Regions from separate parts of the Zea mays genome. Here region 2 is linked to region 1. A link is a contact called in public HiChIP or PLAC-seq data. All regions are on one chromosome and are shown on one strand. The core of a region is the stretch at or near the end of the contact, and the rest is flanking DNA. Distances in the headings are between cores, read along the strand shown. Region 1 holds the start of LOC100283929. Region 2 holds the start of LOC103650575 (histone H3.2).

Region 1 (5,961 bases), core at 933-3,432:
CTCAGAGTGGAGGCCACGTGGCATCGGTGACCTAGGGCGGAGGAGAATGGTGACGACATCCTTGTGAGACGAGCATGTGGCGGCGTGTCCCGCTGACAGAGTTGGCACGGGCGTCGGTGGGCCGGGTGGAGGATGCAAGGCAATGGTGGGGCCAAAGAAGTAGAGTGCGACACCGGTTGATTGGAGAGCGCGATGACAGTGTGCTGGAGCAGTAAGGCGAGGCGGCGACAACGGCGAGTGAGAGAAAGAGTGAAGGCCGCGAGTGAGAGAAAGGGCGCTATCGCGACTGGGAGTAACCTTATCAGGGGCGAAGCCAGACAACAAAGTTATTGGGGTCAGCTTCACTAATTATTATCTAAATACACTAAGGTAACAATACATTTGTATAGGATTTACCAAAAATTGTAGGAGTCAGCTGACCCCAACGATTACACGTAGCTCCGCCCCTAAACCTTATAATCAATTAACTCCCGTCGGCCAACCTAGCGGTCGATGGGAGTTAACTAATCCGCGTCAGCCACCCCGAAAACCCGTGCCGTTCACGTGTCCCATCGGACTCCGTATGCAATTAGCCAAAATTTGCTCTGATCCGTTCATTGCACCACCGCACCATCACCATCTCACTGTGCACCTTTTCTCGTCTGCCGCAGCAGCCGCTTCCCATCATCGACTCGTCACCTTTAACGGCTGTATAGTAAACCTTGAAAGGCTAAAATAAATCTTGAATGACTAAATATTTATTTCTGATGCACATTGAAGTAAATCTTTAATGACTGATGAAGTAAATTTGAATGGGTTAAGTAAACTTTTGAATGGCTGAGTATTTGTTCATGTTGTACATTAAAGTAAACCTTGTATGGTCGAAGTAAACATTGAATGACTGAAGTAAAAATCTTCATTATTAAAGCAAAACATTAAATTGAATATTTTTGTTGGTGCGCGTGCGCCCTGCGCCTGCCGGCGCGCGGCGGGCGGCGGATCACGTACTCCCGTTAATAGCAGGCAGACCTGATCGGCTGGAGCCGTTTACTGGCGTGCTTAATTTTCTGATGCGCGCGGTTGGTATCTCGTTGGCTCGTCCAGGTGATGATGGACCATACGTTCCTGTCATCCTGTGTGATGATTAGCGTTTAGGTCTGGACTGGGGCTTCCGTTTGATTGTAGTCGATCGTGTGTGACATGTTCGTTGGTAGGCAGAAATTTATCCAGGAGCATTAATTATTTATTTATTGCGTGCACCACAATTTATTCAGGAGTAGCGTACGTACACCTGCTAGAAACATACATGTAAATACTGGAGTAGTACTTCGCGTGTACAACTTTTATTTAGGAGGTAACACGATCGCAAACTCGATCGATCGATTGATTGATTATTCGCGCTCTTCCGGCAGCGGCTGGAACTGGTGTTGTAGGACTGCGATGCAGAAGGCTGTAGTGTAGCCACCGATGCTGACAGTTGACGCACAGTTCTCGTCCTTGGCACGGGTCACTCTCCTTGAATGTCCTAGACTCGTTTTGACACTACTCCACCGAGTCTTGAAGTAGTTTTCACTGCCAATTTCAGTGTAAGCCTGCAAGCATGCCAAATGTGTGTGAGACGACGATGGCGAGACAATCAAGTGTATACTACTAGTATTACAATATCAAAACACAGGTGAGACGTACGTACTCGTGTCGGTATGTTGTCCCACGGGATGTACCAGGCGACGACGAAGTCCCGAGTCCGGCCATCGACGTCCCTGCCGCGGAACACCCTGGCGGCCTGGCTGCCCTGCGCCAGCGAGCCGGGCTTGACGTGGAGGAAGGCGATCCACTGCCCGTTGTGGAAGGTGTCCGGGATCGGCGAGCTGTAGACGGAGCCCATCCAGTCTTTCCCGTCGTCCACCAGGCTCAGGCTGGCCCCGGTGGCGTTGTAGACGAGGACCATGGTGCTCACGCCGTTGCCGAACTTCTTCTTCAGCTCCCACGCTGAGTCCTCGGCCTTGAGGTTCTTGTCTTCCGCGTGGATCAGCCTCATCGCCTCCCGTGCGCAGTCCACCTGCGTGATCTCACGTCCCTGGTACTTGGACATGTACTTGAGGGTTTCTGGCGTGATCACCGCCCCGAAAGGACTCATGGCGGATACACTGTACGTTGCTAGAAGCTCAGCTCCGTCCTATACCAGATAGGAGCCTCGATCTCTTGCTTCGGTCGCTTGCTCCATTTGTATATATATAGCTAGATCACTAGATATGTCCCGCGCGCAGCCTGCTCACTCATTGATTTGCGTCATTAATTATATTACCATTTTTTTTGTGATTTCTTGGTTGTTACCATCCTCCTAATCCAATTCGATGCTTCAATTTTTGTAGTGTAAAATATAGAGTCCATTACCGCCTCTACACTACAGTAAACGAAGTAACTTCCGACGGCCAAAGCCGTCCGACATAAGCCTTAAGCCCTCGGACTTAAGCTATGTCCGACGGTATCTGCTTATATCCGACGGTTTCTAGCCGCCGGACGTAACGCATCGGAAATAGTGTTATGTCCGACGGCCGCCGTCGGACATAACGTATCTCCGACGGCCGCATCCGACCGTCAGAGGTAAGGGTGCGCAACTGTTTTAACTGTCGACTGTGGGCCTACATCCTTTCCATTGACAGTTCAGTTAAGTGAACCGCCAGTGTATATGATATTTCCACTGACGGTTTACTTAATACAGTCGCCAGTGTAAATATATCCTTTCCACTGACGGTTCGGTTATGTGAACCGCCAGTGTAACACTACCGGAATCGACGACTATGCCGAGTGCCTGAAGCACTTGGCAAAGCCTTAAAAACACTCGACAACGACTTTGCCGAGTGTCACACTCGACAAAGAGGGCTCGGCACACAGTGCATCGGCAAAGCCTTCTTTGCCGAGTACGTTTTCTCGGGCACTCGGCAAAGATGTTTGCCGAGTGCCAGGGCAGTCGTTACGGCGCCGGGTGACGGAGACAACGTCTTTGTCGAGTGTCTCAGGTGACACTCGGCAAAAGAGTTACCTGTGCCGAGTGTCTGCCTGACAGCACTCGACAAAAAATCCGCCAGAGTGGTCCCCCATGTCAGGTACTTCGCCGAGTGCTTGGTATGGCACTCGGCAATGTGTGCTTCTTTGCCGAGTGCCAAAGCCATTACACTCGGCAAAGAACCTATACCGGTGCCCAGGTCTTGGTTCTTTGTCGAGTGCTATGATCCACACACTCGGCAAAGCACCTCTTTGCCGAGTGTTACACTCGGCAAAGTGACCAGTACACACATTTTTTATTTGTTTTCCCTATTCCATCCAAAGAAACAAAAGATATTTCACAGATATCACATATATACATCACAGATCATCACAGACATATATAGCCAACACAAATAGTATTAACACAAATTCCGACATAAGTATTCAACATAAGTTGAGAGGTTCTCAACACAAACAGTATTAACAGAAGTTCAGAAGTATCAACACAAGTTCACAAGCTCTGACAAGTATTCAACATAAGTTTTGTGTTCGAAACACTAAAAACATAACTCTCATGGAGGTGGGCGATTGGACTGGTGCTGCGTTGGGCTGTACCCTTCATGAGGGTTGTTGGATGCCGCCCCAGATTGGCCCTGCACAGAGAAGAGATTGCATATGTTATACCAGATGCATTACCAATATGTAACTACAATTTTAATACTCATAGGAGTATGGAACAGAGCAGGGTCAACTGCAGGGAACAATGGAGGTGGCGGAGCAAAACCCTGTGCGGCGCCAAGGCTCTGCATGTACTGGAACATCTCCGCCCTCCTCTCTTCTTCTAGTTGGGTCTGTAATATTACAAGCCAACGTTATAGTAACTCAAAGAGAAGGTATATAACTCAAGGAATGACAAGTTACAGAAGCACTAACCTCAAGTTGCTGTATGCGATGCTGTGAGTTGTCGTGCCGAGGTCATATGGCTGGACTCGAGCCCGTGCTCCTTGCTCGCACCTGAGACAGAGTGGGAGTGGAGGACGAGTCGATTGCCCCCTCGGCAATCTAGTACCACCCATGTCTCTTGCCTCCTCCGACCCTCATGAGCACATCGGGGTCGATCGGCTCGGTCCTCGGATCATAATCTGGGCCATGAACCTCCTGCGCCATGGCGGTGTAATCATGAAGGCGGTTGTAGACGGCGGGGTTGGTGTAGGCCTCGGGCCCGTCATCCGGGTTGTAGGTGATGTCGGATGTCGCCTTGCCCTTATGGGCCATAGGATAGGCCGAGAAGGTGGAGCAAGGCCGGCCACCATGTGACGCCGACTACAAGAAAACCAACGAGATAGTTAGAAATAATATCTAATCTAGTGCTATATACCTAAATAAAAAAGAGGGCGTACCCATGCTTTGGCATATTGTCCCAGGCTCTGGCTGCCTTGGTGGTGGGAGGGACCTTGCATCATCATACGCCGTTCCCGGCTAGCGTTGTGCGCCTTGTCCCACTCAGCCGAACATCACCTATCCACCATCTGCTCCCAGCACAGAGGATGTGCGGCGCACCAATGTGGAATCATCTACAAAGTAAACACGTAAAGTGCATATCAGAAGATAAAATAAAATTCATGCATGGAGTACGGGTACGAAACATGCATGACTTTACCTGCAGGTACTGGTCCCTGGTCAACGACATGGTTCGGGCTTGCTGCTTGGTCACCTTCTCCCCAAGGACGGAGCTGTGGTAGGTGATGATGGCCTGGATTCGGGCCTCATAGTGCATGTCCACGACGAGCTTCTTGCAGCTCATGGTGGCCACCACATCCGCCCTAGCCTCGTATCCAGCCTCCTATCTGAAGAAATCCTACATACAAAAATGATGTATCCATACATTATTTTAAGAATTTGCAACGAATGCGACATATTTTACATTATACTAAGACTTACCCACAGCTCTTGCTTCACCTGCTCCGCCTTGTTATTGAATTCCCTGCCGTCCCGGTCTACTGCATCGGGGGCGACGGCATAGTGGTCGAAGGTGTAGGCTAGGCCCGTCACTCCAGCATACTCAACCGGTCCAGGGAAGTGTTCCCTGCACAACAGGCCAAGGATGCCATTGGGGAGGCGACGATGACCCCAACATAATCCACAACCATCCAAGACCTATCCAAGTGATATATAAAAATTATTATTTTATATTATGATTTTGAACACATAATATGAACAAGAATGAATAACATAAAGTTACATGCCTCTCCCCATCCGGCCGAATCAGCGGCCGCCTGTCCCAAAGTATGGGACGCTGAGGGAGACTCGCGGGACCTCGCAGGTAGATGCTCCTCGAACCTGAGGCACCAAAACTTGAGGCGGTCTGCTGAGCTTCGTCGTCGTCCTGCTGCGTCGCCTGCTGCTGGACAAGGTCATCCTGCTGCGCCGCCTGATGTGCCTCGTCCTGCTCTGCCTCGTCCGCCGTCCTGCTCCTCCTCCCCCTCCTCCTCCTCAGCCAACCGCCCACCATATTTGTCCAAAAACCTGCAATTAAGAGTAAACAAATAGGCACATATAAAATGATATATTTAAAAATAGGTGCGAAATAAAAAGTCATATAGCATTACGTTAAAAATAATCTTCATATGTGTCGGGGTTAGCCGGATCATAACTCTCATCATCACTATCAACCATTTCAATCTCAACACCATTGGAAGACGCAAGTTCATCATTAATGTCATTGCCTTCAAGGATATAAGTCATTATCATTTTGCACCTCATCCTCCTCCTCATCAACAACCATTTCAATATCTACGTCCATTCCGATAGCTTCGGTTAAGTCTATCTCAAATCGCCCTTCTAGCCCATCTTCTTGGAAGAACTCTCCATCATATGTGTCCGGATCTAAGTTATAATCTTCATCGTTAGGAACAGGTAACCTCCCGTGCGGCGATACTTATACACAACATCCCAACCCTTAAGATGTTCTTTCGTTTGGCACGCATATGGGAG
Region 2 (5,961 bases), core at 1,941-4,440, 340 kb after region 1:
GAAGTCGATCAATGCCAATAAGACGTGGTCCCTAGAAGATCTCCCATCGGGCCACCGAGCAATCGGCCTAAAGTGGGTGTGCAGGTTGAAGCGGAACGAAGCCGGCGATGTGGTGAAACACAAAGCGCGGCTTATGGCAAAAGGCTACGTACAGAAGGCGGGGATTGATTTTGAAGAAGCTTTCACCCCTGTGGCTCGTCTTGAGTCAGTCAGACTCTTGCTTTCCATTGTCGGACATTGCAATTGGGAGGTACACCACATGGACGTAAAGTCCGCGTTCCTCAACGGAGAGATCAAGGAGATCGTCTTCGTCAAGCAGCCACCTGGTTTCATTGACCCCAAGCATCCAGGCAAGGTCCTTCGCCTGCACAAGGCACTGTATGGCCTGCGCCAGGCTCCACGCGCATGGAACACTAAGCTGAACCAGGCACTAATTCGGCTCGGGTTCAGGCGCTGTGAATCAGAACACAGCATGTACACTCGAGGAGGTGGTGCTAGGCATCTAATTATTGGCGTATATGTGGACGATTTAATCATCACAGGTGGCGATCGGGAGGAGCTCACAAAGTTCAAAGTGGAGATGCAGAAGGTGTTCAAGAGATGAGTGACCTCGGCGCTTTGAAATATTATCTGGGCATCGAGGTTCAGCAGACTGCAAGTGGGATCACTGTGAGCCTAGGAGCATACGCCGACAAGATATTGGAACGTGCAGGGATGTTGAACTACCAGTGGCCAGTAGGGGCAACCATGTCTAGTTGGTTTCAGCGACAGTGACATGGCCGGTGATCCAAATGACCGGAAAAGTACCAGTGGTATGATCTTCTTTCTCTCCGAGAGCCCAGTCACATGGCAATCCTCCAAGCAAAAGGTTGTGGCACTTTCTTCTTGTGAGGCGGAATATATAGCAGCATCTACTGCAGCATGTCAAGGCGTTTGGATGGCGAGACTTATGTCAGAGCTCATGGGAAGCCAAGCTACAGCACCGGTGATAATGGTGGACAACCGGTCTGCAATCTCACTGGTGAAGAATCCAGTATTACACGACCGGAGCAAGCATATTGAGACCAAGTATCACTATATTCGACAGTGTGCAGAAAACGCTGAGGAGAACAAGGCAATTTCTGTTGAGCCGATCAGCACAGGAGAACAGCTGGGGGGTTATCTTCACCAAGGCACTAAGTCGTCACAGATTTGAGGAATTGCGGTCCAAGATTGGGATGCAAGAAATAAGAAGAGGACAGCAAGACTTAGGAGGAGATTGTTAGATAACTCTTGCTAGTCCCTGTTGTTTGAGTTTCAGTCTGAGTCAAGTTAGTCAGTTAGCTAGTGTTCAGTTAGGCGTCATTCAGTCAAGTTAGCGTTCAGTTAGCTCGTGCCGGAGGTTGTTCGAGCTGAACGAGTCACACCGAGAAGAGTGGGCGTCGTGTGGATCGTGGGGATGGACACGGCTGTGATGGTGGCTTTGATGTATCTCTGTTTTTTGTTTTCCTGGTATTAATAGAGTCCAGAAAACGCTGTTACAAGCAAGCAGCACCAAAACTCGTCTCTCTCAGTGCGCTCTCCGTTCTCTATTTCAGTGAGTTCGAGAGCCGTCGATCTCTGTGTCATCAATGGGCAGGGCGGTGGAGGTAGATGAGGCATGGCACTGATCCGAGGGCGGCGTAGGAGGGAGAGTCGGGAGAAAAACGTCAACGCCGACAGCGGACCACCTTCGCTTCCCCCGCCCCGGGGCCCACACCCGCCTCTGCGATGCCAGGCTTCGCCGCGCCACCCGCCCTTATCGCCTACACCGACGTCCCTCTCCTCGCCTCTTTCTGCTTCTGGCGACAGCAACTCCTCCGGGCCCAGCTTGTCGCCATTACTGTCTGATAAGGTACTCCGCGTGCTAAACCTTTGCCTGCAGCGTCCGGCGAGCAAATGCCTGTCTTCAAGGAGCAAGTCTTATAATTGTTACTGGTAGTAGTAATTAAGTGAACAGTATGTACCTAAAAAGTTAAAAATATGACTTGCTGAGAAACCAAGCAAAAACAAATTGAAGCAGATCGTGTAACAGATGTCGATGTCATTACAAGCAGGATTCAGAGAAAAACAAGACATGTGAAATCAATGCTAAACACCATGGGATTCCAGGACAAAGACAGAAAACATGTAGATAGAGCAGATCACATCCATTACATTTTTTTCAGAACTGCTAATCATAATCCTCCGTTAACATCAGCACATAGCAAGAAGCTACCTCTTGAAAACAACAACGCACACCTATAACACAACCATGACGTGCTAAACTAAGCACCTCCATCAGTAGCGAGCAGGCGCCGCAACCGAACCGCCTAGGCGCGCTCGCCGCGGATGCGGCGCGCGAGCTGGATGTCCTTGGGCATGATGGTGACGCGCTTGGCGTGGATGGCACAGAGGTTGGTGTCCTCGAAGAGGCCCACCAGGTAGGCCTCGGCGGCCTCCTGCAGCGCGGCGACGGCGGAGGACTGGAACCGGAGGTCCGTCTTGAAGTCCTGCGCGATCTCGCGGACCAGACGCTGGAACGGGAGCTTGCGGATCAGCAACTCCGTGCTCTTCTGGTACTTGCGGATCTCGCGCAGCGCGACGGTGCCCGGGCGGAAGCGGTGCGGCTTCTTCACGCCGCCCGTCGCCGGCGCCGACTTGCGCGCCGCCTTCGTCGCCAGCTGCTTCCGCGGCGCCTTGCCGCCCGTCGACTTGCGCGCCGTCTGCTTCGTGCGGGCCATCGGGGAAGGCTGGGGACAGGGAGGCCGAGGAGGCTTTGCTCTGTTCTGGGGTTCGGAGTTCGGACGGGGCGTGGGGCTCTGGCTTCGCGGTGGCCGGTGAGGAGTTGCGGGCAGGCGGGAAGGGGTTAAAGTAGGAGGCGGCGGGTGGATTTGGTGCTGCGCGCGCGGAGGGTTGGGAATTTGGCCGTGCGCGGGAGGAGGGAGGAGAAGGGAGGGTGGGATGCGCGCCGTTCGATTGCGTTTGAACGAAGGGTGGAGATTGGTTTTAGAGGGGTCACGCGGATACCGATCCGTGGGTGGTGAGCGCGGCCATTGGCGGAGCGCCATCTGGCAGCCACCTGAGGCCAATAGTCACACATACAGTACTGCCGCATCATAGTTTGTTTGGCGCTACGGGACATTCCTTTCCCTCCATGGAAGATGGAACGGCATTGCACTTGCGGTGCGGAAATCAACTTTTTATGGCTAGTTTGGAAGAAGGGGGTAGAGAGAAAATTAGAGGGCTAAGAGCATCTCCAAGAGACTAGCTAAATAGCTTGTCAAGGTAAATTTTTGCTACTTAACAGTAAAATAGTTCTCCAACAGACTAGCCATTTAACATGCCAAGCTATCCGGCTCTCTAAATTGATTCCTTCACTAGCCAAATTTGGCCAGCAACTCTCGCTAGCCAAGTTAATTTGTATGTTGAAGAGTCTGTTGGAATGTGATGTTATATATACAGTTTAATCTTTATGGAGAGACAAATAAAGAGTCAAATAGAGAGTAAAAAATAAAGAATCTCTTGGAGATGCTCTAACATCTTTTTTATTATCTTAATAGCAAAATATTTTGGCAGCTTAGGAAACGGAGAAATGTTGTGGTGTTCCGCGGGGAAAGATCACCACTTGCAACAACCATGCTGTTGTGCCGCTCTGAAGCTGAATTATGGAGATCCAGGCTACGACATGAGGACTACCAGATCGTGGCTGCCTGGTGTCGTGCTTTGTATGTAACATAGCGTAACCACATCGATGTAACCTAACCCCCCCTATGTACTAACAAAGGCGTTTTGGCCACAAAAAGTAATGCAATTCAGGTGGGGATCCTATCCCCCGGTGACATTCAAAAAAAATAGCAAAATATTTTGGTCCTTTCAATTCTCTCCATTTCTCGTCTCCCAAACTAGCCCTCCCCATACGAGACGGTGCTTTCTTGTTACATGTCTATTCCAACGCCGCCGCAGGAAAGAATAAAATTGAAACGGGGACGAACTTTTGTTTTGCGAGAGAAAACTAAAGTCATATGTTATGTAACCACTGACATGATTGATAATTTTCATGCAACTTCATGAAAGGTATGAAAGTTGTGTTTTTTAAGCACCCTATGAGGAGTTTCAAAAATTTTATGAAATTGGTCTTTAGTTTCAATTTTTTAAAAACTAGAGCGGCTAGACCTGTTTGGATGAAAGAAGTTGGAACGTACCTGGATCATATATTTCTCATCTCGTGACTCTACGCGCACAGAGCAAAGAGAGGGCAGGTGCCTCCGAAGCCCTTGCCGTTCGAGACCTTGCACGGGGGATTGAGATCTGGATCACCAGAGCGCATGGGAGGGTATGACCAGTTTATTTTCCTTACTGTTTTACGTTCTGCAGATTATATATGTTTCATATATTCATCTGTTCTATTTTATATGTAGCTGTTGGGACCATGCTTCGTCGCCGAAGGTCCTGTGGAAAGAAACAGTTTCGGCTGAAGCTGCTCGTACGTGATGCCGAATGTACCATTCATGAAGCTTCGGTATTACAGCATATCTGAAGATGAAGGGTCGAACCGACTTAAAGATAGAATGACCTTTTAGTCCATAAGGGTCTGAGCCATTGTTGTAAATTTTTATGAGGGGCATGATTGTAATTCCTCACAGGCTGTGTCCTGTGCCTATAAATAGTGAACAGTATTCCTTTACTGTTCACGGATTCCTGTAATTGCAAACGCATCACTCGGGAATTATTATTTGTCAAGGCAAAGGTATAAATGTACCTAAACATTATGTTTTAACATTTTAGATTCATATAATAAGATATACGAATGATGTCATTTATTTCTGATATATTTATCTTTAATGTTTCACATTTTATATTACTTTGTAAGTTTAATTACGAAGGTGAAACCTTCGTAATATTCTGCTCGTGGCCTTCGTCCGAAGTTCATTAAATCCTTGGGGAGATAATGCTTCAGCCGACGAAGGGCATTAATATTTAACATTTTATGTTGTCTTGTTCTTAATTCTTAGCATTTGAGAACAAGTCCCCAACATTGGCGCCCACCTCCGGTGAACTCACTTCCACTTTCTTGAGACAATGGCTTCGTTCAAGAACCAAGCTGGAACTGCTTCGGCTCCGAAGCTGATTCTCCCGATAACAGGCGGTTCATACTCAGAGCCAGCTAACAAGAAACAGAAGAAGGAGGCACAGAGAAGAGTACAACATGTAGGGGTACAAGGACCCTTCATCAAGTCAAGATGGTCTCACATTCCAATTACCTTCTCTCAAGAGGATCTTCAGCTCAAGGATTACCCACACAACGATGCTATGGTTATCTCTTGTGTGATCAAAGGATTTCTGGTCCATAATGTTTTGGTTGATACAGGCAGTGCAGCTGATATCATATTTGCTAAGGCCTTCAGACAGATGCAAGAGCCTGAAGACAAGATCCATGATGCCACACATCCCCTTTGTGGCTTCGGAGGAAGGCAGATTATAGCACTTGGAAAAATCACAATGCCAGTAACCTTCGGATTTATTAACAACACAAGGACTGAACAAGTTGTGTTCGACATTGTTGACATGGAATACCCTTACAATGCAATCATTGGTCGTGGTACTCTCAATGCCTTCGAAGCAATTCTTCATCCAGCATATCTTTGCATTAAGATACCTTCGGACCAAGGACCTATTGCCATTCATGGAAGTCAGGAAGCTGCCATAAGGGCCGAAGGAAACTGGACAGACTCAAAGGCAATCCATAACATAGATGGAGCTGAAGCTTGTGAGCAGTACAAGTTTACAAGGGAGAAAGCTGCTTCGGCCGATCAGCCGAAACCCATGCTTTTATGTGAGGACATAGCAGAGCAGAAGGTGCTATTGGGATCCCAACTGTCTGAAGAACAGGAGAAAACCTTGATAAGGTTTCTGTTCAACAACAAAAATGTTTTTGCATGGTCAGCCAATGATCTTTGTGGA

The links. HiChIP or PLAC-seq counts read pairs in DNA pulled down with a chosen protein or histone mark.
Region 2: an H3K4me3 HiChIP or PLAC-seq map of leaf shows a contact between it and region 1, with 5 times the contacts expected there. The contact joins the promoter of LOC103650575 here to the promoter of LOC100283929 in region 1. A contact is called at or near these places in 1 of 25 Hi-C or Micro-C datasets (ear) and 1 of 3 datasets of contacts at active chromatin or transcription factors (leaf).

Annotation. Positions count from the first base shown.
Region 1 is chr3:133,494,329-133,500,289 of Zm-B73-REFERENCE-NAM-5.0, forward strand. It overlaps LOC100283929, which reads right to left and starts at 2,183. Exons shown (of 2, transcript NM_001156827.2): 1 at 1,670-2,183; 2 at 1,191-1,571. The coding sequence starts at 2,116. The coding sequence ends at 1,371.
Region 2 is chr3:133,835,224-133,841,184 of Zm-B73-REFERENCE-NAM-5.0, forward strand. It overlaps LOC103650575 (histone H3.2), which reads right to left and starts at 3,191. Exons shown (of 1, transcript XM_020550309.2): 1 at 2,025-3,191. The coding sequence starts at 3,068. The coding sequence ends at 2,331.